Linked DNA regions of Triticum aestivum: region 1 is linked to region 2. A link is a contact called in public Hi-C data. All regions are on one chromosome and are shown on one strand. The core of a region is the stretch at or near the end of the contact, and the rest is flanking DNA. Distances in the headings are between cores, read along the strand shown.

Region 1 (3,082 bases), core at 221-2,720, 58 kb after region 2:
CATCGACCAGTCGCCGGGTGCATGGCGAGATAATAAAGCCGGCCCCGGGAAAACGAATCATCGTCCTCGGCTGCCGCCGTCAGCTCATCCGTGGAATATCTTGCTTTGCCAAGTTGCGCCGGCGAGCGCACGGCCACGAACGAGTGGCGGCAGGCAGCAGTGGTGCGGGCTGTAGGCGAGCGACGGGAGGCGGCCATGTCGCGCGCGAGAGGATTAGACAGAAAAGCTGAGAAAAGGTCCCCCCTTGTCGTCTTCCTCGTACCGAAATGGCCTTTGCTTAGCCCACACTACCTCCCCGCGCTTCTCCTTCCCTCCCAAGGCACCACCACAAATACCAGGGGCAAATGCAGAAAGCAACCGAGCTTTTTTTTAAAAGAAAAGGCGCAAAAAGCGACCGGATTAACGCGTAGGCGTACCAAAATACACTCCATTTACCAACGGCTTTAATACGATGGGCGCATGGCTAAGCATCGATCTGGCCGTTCGGCACGTCATTTCGTCAGAAGAACGCCCCATTCTGGCGGCAGTGCTGGACATTAAGCGTCGTGGGACCCACCCGTCAGCCACACACGGGAGACCATGGCGTCCAGTCCAGATTTCAGACGGCCCTTCGACGGAATCAGGATCAAAAAAATACGCAATGCAATGTGCCTACGCGTCTTTCTTGTACAACATGCGCACTACACTGGAACGTGCGGCAGTAGCTACAGCTAAGCAGAGCTTGTTTAGCCTCCCCCCCAACTACACTAGATTAGCATTAGTCAAACCAAATCTCCCTCCACTGGATTAGTTTACACGTAACTCTACACTCGGGTTATTTTCCTCGCCGCCCGCCGCGCGTCCGGTTCGGTCGATCCATCTCGCCGGCCAGGCCAGCGGCTACTCGGCAATGGCGCCGAGATCCGGCACGAAGTCGCGCCCGAGGCTGGGCGCCCTCCGCGACCGCCGGCGGGACCCGCCCTTCGCGCCGCTCCTCGCCGCGGGGGCGCCACTGGCCGAGTCGGGGAACACGAGCGGGCCGTCGTGGTCGCCGGCCAGCGCGGCGCTGGCGCGGATCGCGAGCGCGGCCATCTCCTCCGCCTGCAGCGCCCGCCGCCGCATCGCCGCGGGCAGCACGAAGTAGAGCTGCCCGGGCTGCAGCTCCTCGTCGCCCACCACCGCGGCCACCGCGCCGCCGAGCTCGAGCCCGTCGGCGCTGCACAGGAAGCACGCGCCCGCGGGAGCCGCCGCGGCCTTCATGGCCTGCGACGCCCGGGTGCCCCCGGGGAACCGCTGCAGCTGGCCGTCCGCGAGCACGACCCTTGCCGCCGTGGCCTCGCCCACCGCGGAGGCCCCCGTGACCGCCGCCACGGCCGTCGCCTCGCACGAGTTGCACGCGCCCATGGTAAAATATTATAGTAAAAATCGGCGCCGAAGTTTATTAATCCGAGGTGAAGGGAGGAGCAGAGCTCGAGCTGCGCGCGCACGGCGGTGGTTGTGTCTTGTGGGGAGGAGTGAGCCGTGAGCGTATATATAGGGGGCGACGACCCGCCGGGCGGTGTCGCGGCGGAGGAGGAGGATGCCAACCTGGAGGTTGTTGGGGACAGCTTGCATGCGGGGCGCGCGCGTAAATGCGCGCACTGTGCAGACGTGTACCTAGGGACGTCCCGTCTGGTAGAGTACACCACCTCAGACTAGCCAAGTGCGAGTAACTTCACTAGTAACATTGGGTCCAACCCAGAAAATTTGCTTATGTGACAACGAATTAATAAGGAGAGAGCTAGTTGTAGTAATTTAGCTAGTTACTGTAACATCACATGTCCTAATGCAATATAAGTCTATAACATAATAAATGAATCTTTACATGTTTCCACACTTAAGTTATTACCCTCTATAAAGATAATAACATAGTCTAGAAAAATATGTATGTTACTAGTATATGTTACTTTTCATTGTGGCTAGTCTATATAACCTACTTGTACCAGCGTCGCGTTGTGCGGAGCTGTGCCGCATGCATGGCACGTTGGCACTGCGGCGGCCCACGGTTCAGTGGCTGCTGACGTGGTAACACATTGTGTAGTAACTGTGTGCGTGCGGGAGAAACAGAGGACGGGCGTGCACAGGAGCAGAGCGCTGCTTTATCTCACGAGCTGAAGGCGAGTGAGTGGGATCACTGCATGTCAAGTCCCAAGCACGAAGTGAAGCGCTACTACTACATTGTGTCGTGTGATGCTTCTTTTTCGCCGGCGAGATCATTTGATCGTGTGTGCTGCGCATCATTGGGCAAAGCAAAGGCGCTTAGTTTTTTGATCTAGGGGTATTTTAGATAGGAGCTTTTGGAAGCCGAGGAAACGGCGAGGAAGAAGAACGGAACGGGGAAAAGGAGATGATGGTTGATGATTGCAGTGGGGGAGGGGCCGCTTGCATGCAGGATCACAGAATCGGCGGAGGATCCGCCAAAGTTGGCAACTTCGCGCCATTTTCTCCGCCATGTTGGATATGGATTTCCTGGATCTCCTGCGCAAAGTACCAACATCGCGCCTATCATGAGGCGCCAATGCAGGACTTGTTAAGAAACGTCACATATTCAAAAGATAGACAGTAGTAACCTGGGGTTTTAGATATATCTCGTTTTAAAATATTATTATGTTTTTCTTTGAAAAGTCCATATTTGTAAGACTTAACCAAATTTATTGAAAAATACTACGAGTATGTACTACTCTCTCCGTTCCTAAATATAAGCCTTTTTGGATATTCCACTATGGACTACATACGGAGTAAAATGAGTGAATCTACACTCTAAAATATATCTATGTACATCTGTATGTAGTTTCTAGTGAAATGTCTAAAAAGACTTATATTTAGGAACGGAGGGAGTATATGCAATGTCAAATAAATATCACGAGATAAAGCCCTAAAAAAATCACGATTTTATATTTATGTGATAAAATTAATAGTATATTTTTATATTCTTGACAGTGAAATTAAATGAAGTTTAGGGTTTAGTATAAAATCTACACGCTATATACTTTTACAACCGAGGGGGGAATTAAAGTACTAGAATCTCCCTCTCTCTATATATAGCGCGTCCTTCGAATGGAAA
Region 2 (3,099 bases), core at 306-2,805:
CCCTGCACTCGGCCGCTCGATGACCTTTTCCGAAGCAACGAAAACATCTATTCCAGAGCCACGCGGGCGGCCGGGGGCGCTGATAAGGCATGAAAGCCAAAGATGGCTGAGGTGCCAGTCGTGCACTGCGGGACTGGACAAGCTTCCAGCCTGCAGCGTTCTCCACGAGTCCCACGCATGTCGCATCCGGCCCGACGAGGAAGTCTGCATCTGCGTCTGGACCAGAGACCAGGGGCTGGAGCTCAACAGGGCAACAGGTGGTCGGCCGCCGCCCAGGCAGGCCAGCTGTGTCGGCGACCCGTCAATGGTCTCTGGCCCCTCCACGATGACGTCCTCAGAACACAAACGTGGCTCCGGCGGCGGGGACACAGGCCCCCGATCCATACCAGGCCGGGGCGGTTGGGAGCTTGGTGACGAGCAGAGGAGGCCGGAGGGCGCCGTCGGCCGGCCGGAAGAGGCGCCGACAAGGAGGACGGGGACGGTTGGCAGAGGAGGCAGACTGGCCGGCACCGATGGCGTGCACGGGAGCTTGCGCGAGGTGGAGAAGCATCCCTGAACGGCGGGATCGGCCTTGCGGGCGGCGAGGGAGGCCGCAACGAGCGTGATGGCCGTAGTCGGAGGGGCCGCCAAAGACGGCGCGGCCGCCGTGAGCATTGGGCCGTCACGGGCGCCTGAGCAGACAGCGACGCAGCCGTTGCGGGGGGGCGGACCTTCGAGGGGCAGAAGAGAGAAGGCGCCGTGGTGGTTCCGGATCTGGTCTCGGCGGCAGCAGGGGATGCTGGAGGAAGGAGATCGGGCGGCGCCGCCGGAGACGCTCACCCGATGCAGTTGTAATTTGAGAACAGTTATACAAACGAAACTACTACACACACGGCAATTCCAGTGAACGACACGAGGACGGCAGCTAATCCAACCGCTGGAGATGTTTTGCCTTGGACTCTGATGGTGGGATATGTTATATCGTCTGCATGTCGTCCGGCCAGTGTCGTGCATGTAGCACTGCTGTTATACAAAAGGATTCCTACTCGTCTTTGTCAAGGGAGAGTACTGCTTACCCGCCCGCTCCAGCTGCACAGTAGTACTAGTAGCACTGCATCGTTGCGGTTGAAAACGGCAGCTACACTGGGTTGGTGTATAGGACAGTCGGTGGTTTCATTTCATTTGGGTTCCAGTTCGCAACGAGCTGGCCGGCCGCGCTGGTCTAGTCTAATCGAGCTGGTATAGTACGTAGTACTTTTTTTGCTCGTTTCATGCATGCACCGATGGTTGTGAGGGTAGAAGAAAGAGTTGACAGAACAACCGGTGCATGCCTACTCGTCTCGCTCGTTGTTTCACGCGCCCAACATGCAGGGCGTACGACATCTGTTCATTCACATTAATTAAACTGAGTTGTGTGCATAGAACCCTATAGACACATGCAGAAAAAGAGATTCAAAATCAGTTTAGTAGGCCTGATTACACGAGCGCGGCGTGCATCACTCTCCCAGTGGCAGATCCGCGAATACCCCGCGACGGCATGGGCTATACCATACCACCACACCTAGACGGGCCTAGCGCCTTACATGAGTTGAGCTTTCATGGCTTCACCCGCCAGCCCAGCCCACCTGCTCCTTGCAACTCCCCGCTGTTGCTAGGCGCTTCATTTCGTACGTGCCAGCTGAGCCACTACTCAAGCCTCGAGGAATAGCACGTAGAAATGCGATGATCGAGATGAAAATCCACTTCAGATAAACCCAGCCTTTCCAACGGGCCGGTGCGTGCACGTCAAGTAGTTTGCTTTATCTACGTACTTTATACTAAAGCAATGGCTGACAATGACTCGCCTGTCCACCGCCGCTCGCTCGATCCGCACCACTGTCGTATCAGGCTATCACTTTTAACTGTGCTGCCGTCTCGTATACTGATCTGGCCGGCCGCCTCTACTTATCCATACGCGCGATACGTTTTGTACAAGAATATATTCAGCTCGTCAAGCCGATCCAAACTGTTGGCGTCGACCAACGTAGAGATTTTATTCCGACAAAACTCGACGTTCCGTCTCAGATAGCATGGCATTGGATCCGGACCCGACGAGACAGAGGTCTCAAAGACGTACGGCCTTCTTTCTAGTGCGCTTATCCGGACCCCGGGCCGGAACGAATATGTTCGTCGGGCACATCACCCGTCAGGTACATGGCGGGATGAACCTCGGCGGGCATCACCTTGGCCTGCCGCTGTCAGCTCGTGGAATATCAAGCAGTACTAGCAAGTTGCGACGGCGAGCGCACGGTCACGAGACGTCGACCGATCCGCCCCGGCCACCATCCACGCCCATTGGCTCGCGGGCGGGCGGCAGCAGTGCTGCGTGCTGTACCCGGGCGACGGGAGCCGGCCATGTCGGGCGCAAGAGGATGGATAGAAAAGCTGAGAAAAGGTGTTTGCATGTCGTCTTCCTCTTACCGAAATGGCCTTTGCTTGGCCCATACCATGCTAACGTAGAGCATCAAAAAAGAAGAAACGAAGCACCCGTCGGACGCTGGGAGAGTTTGGCAACTTTCGGCCGTCCGATTGTTTGATTGATGCGTTCTCCGCCGTCGGATCTCGCTCTGGATGAATCTCAGCCGCCGGATAAAAAACATACGCTTAGCAATGGATAGTGCCCTCCCATTTCGTGCCACCGCGTGTAGTTTCCATGCCCCATCGAGGGCATTTTCGTCATTTCACTTATAGGTATATATTGCAGCGGCTCAAGGGAGACCTGGCCGCAGCCTCCTTCTCCCGCACCCGCGCCTCCCTCTCCTCCTTCCTCCCGCCTCACCTCTCTCTCTTCTTCCAAACCCTAGGCCCGAGCCCGCCTCCCCGCCGTGCTGCCACCTCCGCTCGCCCTCGCGCCCCCGCCTCCCTGCTGTGCCGCCACCTCTGCTCGCCCTCACGCCGTCACGTCATCTCCTCTTCTCGGCCCTTTTTATGCTCAGCGGGAGGAGTGCGCTCGCCGCCAGCCCTGACGAGAGAGGCCACTCCTCCTCCATCGCATGGTCATCACTGGGAAGAGCAACGACTCTGCCTGGAGGCATCGCACGTACAGTATGCATGCTGCCGTGGGTGAGAAAAGCGTGTGCG

What was found. Hi-C and Micro-C count contacts between places; a contact is called where the count stands out from the background.
Region 1: a Hi-C map of leaf shows a contact between it and region 2, with 3 times the contacts expected there. The contact joins the promoter of LOC123107796 here to the enhancer-like site in region 2. A contact is called at or near these places in 2 of 5 Hi-C or Micro-C datasets (both in leaf).

What each region holds. Positions count from the first base shown.
Region 1 is chr5A:579,694,282-579,697,363 of IWGSC CS RefSeq v2.1, forward strand. LOC123107796 reads right to left here and starts at 1,471. Exons shown (of 1, transcript XM_044529709.1): 1 at 626-1,471. The coding sequence starts at 1,383. The coding sequence ends at 880.
Region 2 is chr5A:579,636,441-579,639,539 of IWGSC CS RefSeq v2.1, forward strand. No RefSeq gene overlaps it. Among protein-coding and RNA genes, the nearest start is that of LOC123107794, 7.5 kb to the left of the region's middle. Within about 2 kb of position 1,556, at least 2 of the 8 cell types and tissues checked have an H3K27ac peak or open chromatin away from gene starts, as enhancers often do. A contact at or near this core is called in leaf, where this site is marked.